2 separate regions of the Triticum aestivum genome follow, and region 1 is linked to region 2. The links are chromatin contacts, called in public Hi-C maps. All regions are on one chromosome and are shown on one strand. Each heading gives the region's core, a stretch centred on a gene start, on an enhancer-like site or on the middle of the called end of the contact. The rest is flanking DNA. Distances are from core to core; before and after follow the strand shown. Region 1 holds the start of LOC123137412 (eukaryotic translation initiation factor 2A). Region 2 holds the start of LOC123137410 (tRNA (guanine(37)-N1)-methyltransferase).

The links. Hi-C and Micro-C count contacts between places; a contact is called where the count stands out from the background.
Region 1: a Hi-C map of leaf shows a contact between it and region 2, with 4 times the contacts expected there. The contact joins the promoter of LOC123137412 here to the promoter of LOC123137410 in region 2. A contact is called at or near these places in 2 of 5 Hi-C or Micro-C datasets (both in leaf).

Annotation. Positions count from the first base shown.
Region 1 is chr6B:447,349,298-447,352,419 of IWGSC CS RefSeq v2.1, forward strand. It overlaps LOC123137412 (eukaryotic translation initiation factor 2A), which reads left to right and starts at 1,313. Exons shown (of 13, transcript XM_044557165.1): 1 at 1,313-1,527; 2 at 1,609-1,966. The coding sequence starts at 1,494.
Region 2 is chr6B:447,209,695-447,212,598 of IWGSC CS RefSeq v2.1, forward strand. LOC123137410 (tRNA (guanine(37)-N1)-methyltransferase) reads left to right here and starts at 1,551. Exons shown (of 11, transcript XM_044557161.1): 1 at 1,551-1,798; 2 at 1,957-2,054. The coding sequence starts at 1,695.

The DNA of each region.
Region 1 (3,122 bases), core at 63-2,562, 140 kb after region 2:
TTTAGCGCGTCTGCTGGAGCGCCGGTTTTGATCGTGCGCACGTCAAATAGTCGTTTTTTCCAACGCGCCCATTGAAGATGCTCTTATACTGTAGCAAAATCCATAGCCGATAGTACAACAAATAATGAATAGAAAAGTGTGCCTATTATTTTGGGCCTACGTATAACGTCCATGTGAGCGAAATCTCATTTGCATCCCTCCTGGAAGGTTCAGCTGTTGTATATTTCAGTGGCACAATCACCCTCCGTCACATGGTTGGCTGATTCTATTGTTTCCTGTGATTACTCTGAACTTCATATGATATGTTTTGTATAGGTAAGAAAAATACCTCAGTAACAAGAGATGGAAAAAAAGATACTACACTGTTCCTTTGGCAGGGTAGCCATGTTCCCACTTTCTAAGTGGACTGCCTCAATAGCTCAGGGCATGCAAAAAAATAACTCTATTGGTCTTTTTTCAATACAATCATCGGGAGGAAGACTGTCGGATCAAATGAATATGTGCACATTCGGTTCAACATATATTTTCACCACGACTCATGATAACTGTGACTTATATGGTACCTTCAAGATGAATCAACTTTTCAAACAAAACTATCGATTATAGGATCAGGGTCACTCCACCAAAATCGATGACAAAAGACGGCCGAGTGGGGCGGCCAGGCGGCCCATTACCGTGCGGGGTGCGTGTTTGGTCGCTATCCATCCCTCGACATACACGCACACTAGGATGTCAAATCCACTAGAGGAGCCAATGCTTGTTGGCGAGCGTGGTGGGATGGGTCTAGTTCGTTGTGCGCCACTATGTTTGTCATTTGCTTGTTGTGCCTTTCTTTTGTTCTTTCCGGTTTCGTATTTTTATTTGGGTTTCTTTCTTTCTTTCTTTTCTTTTTAATACATTGTGAACAATTATTTAACATACGGTGATCATTTTTTGAATACAAACTAATCTTTTTAATATTTATTGAACATTTTTTAATAAACACTGAACATTTTTCTAATATACGATGAACTTTTTTAATATATGTTGAACATATTTTTAATATACACGAACTTTTTAAAAAATTATACTGAACCCTCTCAAAAAAATTATACTGAAAAATATGCTTTTTCTGTTTTGTAATAGGGCTTTTAGTTATTTAGCTCCTCAAAAGAAAATCGTTTCTTTTTTGTTTTTTGAGGGAAAACCGGTTTTTTGTTTGAGAAAAAAAAGCTCTCGCGCCAGAATGAGCCGGCCATTTCCCAGGAATGCAGCGTAATCTGTTTATTGGCCCGCCGAAGTTTTTCTTCCGTTTCTGTACCTACGAACAAAGGCCCACAATGCCCTAACAAAAACTGAGGCCCACAAACCAGTGACCCCCATGTGTCAGTGAGGAAGGCATGACATAGGCACCACCCGCATCCAGCAAAGTCCCCTCGCCGCGCCGCCGCCTCCACCGCAGCTGCGCTTCTGATCTCTCCGCCGGTCGCCGAGACCTTCTCGCGCAGTCGGCCATGGCATCGCAGCAGCCATCCCTCGCCATCCTAGGTACGCTGGCTCCTCCCCTCGCGGTGCTTTCCCCTAATCTTGCGCCCGTCTGACGTAACTCGCGACTGGGGCCAACCGCAGTGCGCGAGCCCGACGGCTTCACGGTGTGGCCCGGCCCTCCCTACCCGCCCGGTTCCAGCCCGCCGCAGAGGCTCCCCAAGACGGCGTGCAGCGCCACGTCCTTCTCTCGCGACGGCTCCCGCCTCCTGGCGACGGTGGCCTCGGCCTCGGCCACCGTCTACGACTGCAGCTCGCTCTCCGTCATCAGGTCCTTCGACCTCCCAGGCCTCACCGCCGCGGCGCTCTCGCCCACTGGCTCGTACCTGCAGACCTTCCAGAAGTCGTCCTCGCCGCAGGTCAAGAATGTCACGGTCTGGCACGTTGACACCGCCACTGCGCTCTACCAGCACTATCAGAAGAACTTGTCTAAGGCGAATTGGTTCGTGCTACTAGAACTTTGGTGCTTAAATTATGATTCATGAACTTGGATGCTTAATTATACATGTACAACTTTTAATAGCGAGGCTGAACACTTCATATGATGGAGTGGTGGACGTTTTTTTGTTATCCAGTGCATCTACTATTGTATCCTTTAGTTCATTGCAGACATTTCATTGACTAAATAATTGCCCGTGGGTTGCAACGGGGGTATAAACATTGGACCCCGATAAAATCCGAACGTTCGGATTTTAAGCATTTCATCCCGAACGTTTTTACATGGCAACTTTAGTCTACGCGAGGTGGCAACTTTAGTTGTTAAGACATGACAACTTTGTCCCAGATCGTTTTTTTGTCAGAAAATTGCAATGTTTGCCATCCTCACGTGAACTAAAGTTGCCATAAAAAAACGTTCGGGTTGCCATGCTTAAAATCCAAACGTTCGGGATTTATCATTGCTGTAAACATTTTAGTAGATGAGATTAAGCACTTACTTGGTAAGAATTTATTGACTTACCAAAGAAAATATTATTTAGGAGAAAGATCAGATATGGGAGGAAAATTGCCATCTTATTGTTAAGCACTTATTGACGTGCCAAAGAATATTACTATTTGGGAGAAAAATCAGAGATGGGACGAAAAAAATCAAACAGGAGAAGGGAATGTGGGACCATATATAGTGATGTTGGACGAAGGAGAGGTTGGGCAAAAGAGAGGGTGAAACGGGAACCTTATGTTCTTTTTAAAGTAAAAAAGTAAATATAATATACTCCCTCCATTCCTTTATGTAAAGTGTATAATTTTTGGCACGGTGACCAAGGCACATAATTATACACAAGTTAGGACAAAATTAACCTTGGCTAAATCATTGATTAGTGGCAAGTAAATCATTGATTAATGGCAAGTAAATCATTTAGGCTAGGAAAGTAAGAGATACACGCAATCTGGAGTAATATAATATATATATGAATGTTCCAAAGCTGCATATACACATAAATATCTCCTATCACCCTTTGTAATGTTTGAAATCACTACTGAATAGGTACGACTATCCTAGATTTGTGGTGCTATTGTTTTAATTTCTAAGACATCCATACCTAGTGTAGTTCCACAAATATTGATTCACACCCAGGGTAATGATTCCAACTAGTCAGGCC
Region 2 (2,904 bases), core at 301-2,800:
CCACGATCAAACCATTGGTTGGGTCCACCTGATGGAATATGCAAAATAAATGTTGATGCATCACTGACAAGGAACAAATCGATTGGAGCCGTTGAGAGCAGTATGCAAGGACCACCTTGGAGGATTTTGGGGGCATCTTTTATAGTTTTTGTGTGGATAGAGGATCCAATAGCTTTGGAAGCTCTAGCGCAAGGAAAGCTTTGGCACTAGATGACGATCTATATGTTTATTGGATCCATGTCAAGCAAGGAAGTACAACAAGTTATGGTGCAATTATCCAATAAATCGTTGTCGTTTCTAGAGTCTTTGCTAGGTATAATTTCATACATGAATTTAGAAGCCCGAATGCTGAGTCTCAAAATTTAGCGAGGCATGCTTTATCTTGGGGGTTGGCCACCATATTTGGTCAGGTCATATCGGATCCCTTACATTCATTGCTGTAAACATTGTGACAATTTAATAATGCTTTGTGAGATTGTCTAAAAAAAGCTTACATGTTATCCTCCTCCTTTTTGCCCTTTTTAAAATTTCGTAGAAAAGGTAGAAAATTAGGTTTTATTTTCAAAAAGTATTTAAATGTGAAATATTATATTTTTAAAAAGTTCTTTTTTGAAGGAAAAAGTGCATGGATTTAGAAAGCATTCACGATTTTTAAAAAATGTTCATGAATTTTATTATTTTTATTAAAAAGCAAGATTTAAATGTTCACGAATTTGAAAAGATGTTCATAAATTCGAAAAATTTGTTGTGAATTCAAAACATATATATAATGAAACTAAAACATGTTTGCTAATTCAAAAAATCACAAATTTGAATATGTACGTTTGAACTAATTTTTTTTCTTGAATTTGAAAACACCCGCAAATTTTAAAAATTATCTAAATTTAAGAAATTTTTATGAGTTCAAAAATAATAATGGATTTGATAAAATATTCAAAAATTAAAAAATATCTCTGAATTCAAAAATCCTACAAAAATTCATAAAAATGTATGATATTTTTTAATTTAAAATTATGTTTCCTATTTTGAAGGATGTCTGCAACTTCAACCAATTAACGAATTTGAAAAAATATTTGTGATTTTCAAATATGTTTGCATACAAATATGCTAATGGTTTTGGGAAATATTCACAAATTCAAAAACATTTGCAATCTTAACTATTTTGTTTCAAAGTGTTCAAAATATTCACGAATGTAAAAATAGAAAATAGTAGAAAATCAGAAAGAAATACGGGGAAATCAATAATAAAAAGGAAAAAAGATAAAAAATGGAAACCTGTCCATTTTTTTAGGGGAAGGAAACCTGTCCTTTTTTTTTGAGGGGAAGGAAACCCTGTCCAGGGAAAGTTATAGGACTAGGACCTTCCCGAAAACGAAACCGATGGGAGCCGACGCAGCACTGGCCCAACGAGCGGGTCCAAAACGCGAAGTGGTGAACTAAAAATGCTTTTCTAAAAAAACAAAAACTAAAAATGCTTTGGGCCGAGCAATGCTTCATCCAGCCCATTAAGCGTCCTGACCCACGACGGTTAGCCTCTCGCCCCACGACTCCGGCCGAGAGCGAGTTCTGTTAGCCTCAAAAAAAAAAGAGAGCGAGTTCTGCCTCCCACCGACCGCCGTCTCTCCTCCCCCCACCCCGCGTCCAAAACCCTAGAAACCTCAGGGAAAGGAGGGCGCGTGTCTGGGTGTGCGGTAATGGAGAAGCTGGATGAGAGCAAGTTCGAGCAGCAGCTGCAGCTCTGGGCGCTCCGCATCCCCCGGGAGCTCGCCTCCGCCGTCACTCGCCTGCTCCGCTCCGGGTAACACCCGCCGCTCACCTCTATGATTTAATGGTCCCAGTTGCAGGATAGCACAACATCTTGATGGTTCCAACTTCCAAGTGGCCGTCGTGTTTAACAGCGGTAGGGGCATCGGAGTAGTAGCGCAGCGCTGAATTTTCTTGCCCCCCTGCTTCCAGGCCCCTACTGGACATGCCGCGGGTCAAGCCTGTAGTTGAGGACCCTGGGAGTGACAAGAACAGACTTGTGGTGCTGTCGGAGAAGATCCAGAACCAAGGTATGCCTTAACCTCTCCCTGGAACGAAGCAGATTTTTAAACTTGTGAGGTGCTTGTCTGTTGTTTTTGAGAACTATAAAAATGACACTAAACCTGCTTCTGTGAATTGACCAAGAACTTCTAGTTACCGTCAAAGCTTGAATACCATAGCAAGAATTTAGAGTTGTTAAACCTGTTTAGCAAGGCCGTCTCCTGGAAATCGGGTCCCCGGTGCGAAAAACAAAATGGGGCCCAATATAACTCAAGCATAATCACTTAATTATACAATTTAAATGTAAGTTATTTAGTACAATGTTTAGAAAATTCTCAAGTAGCAATGCAAAAGATTAAAACCAGTAAACTGACCTCATGCTCTACTGAAAAGTGCCATCTGTCCTGCGTTCCTTGAAATGATATCTTCAATTATGTCTTTATAATTAATGTTCTCCAAGACATAAGTGCTATTGTCGCCAAACCATTGAGTCTTTCCTGTGTCATAGTAGAATTCAACAACTTGAGTTTAAAAAAGCTCCTTTGCGCAGATGCAACAGTTACAGGAATTGTTAACAAAATCCTGCAATAATAGCATTAGGATTGAAGGGGCGCTTCATCAACAACTAAGAATATCAACAGGGCCCATAGATTTCTTAACTGAATCCTGGATGAAAACAAATATGCAAAACAATTCAAGTCCATCAATGTCTTTATGTTCTCCACTCTTCTTCTAATTTCTGTTTCTTCTTACGCTTGAAGGCACCATAATCATACTTTCCTAGAATGCATGATTGTTTGTTTTTGAACCAAACAAAAATAGTATGAATGCATTTGAACTGATGAACTCACATCAGTTACAGGCTTGTGACTTGTATAG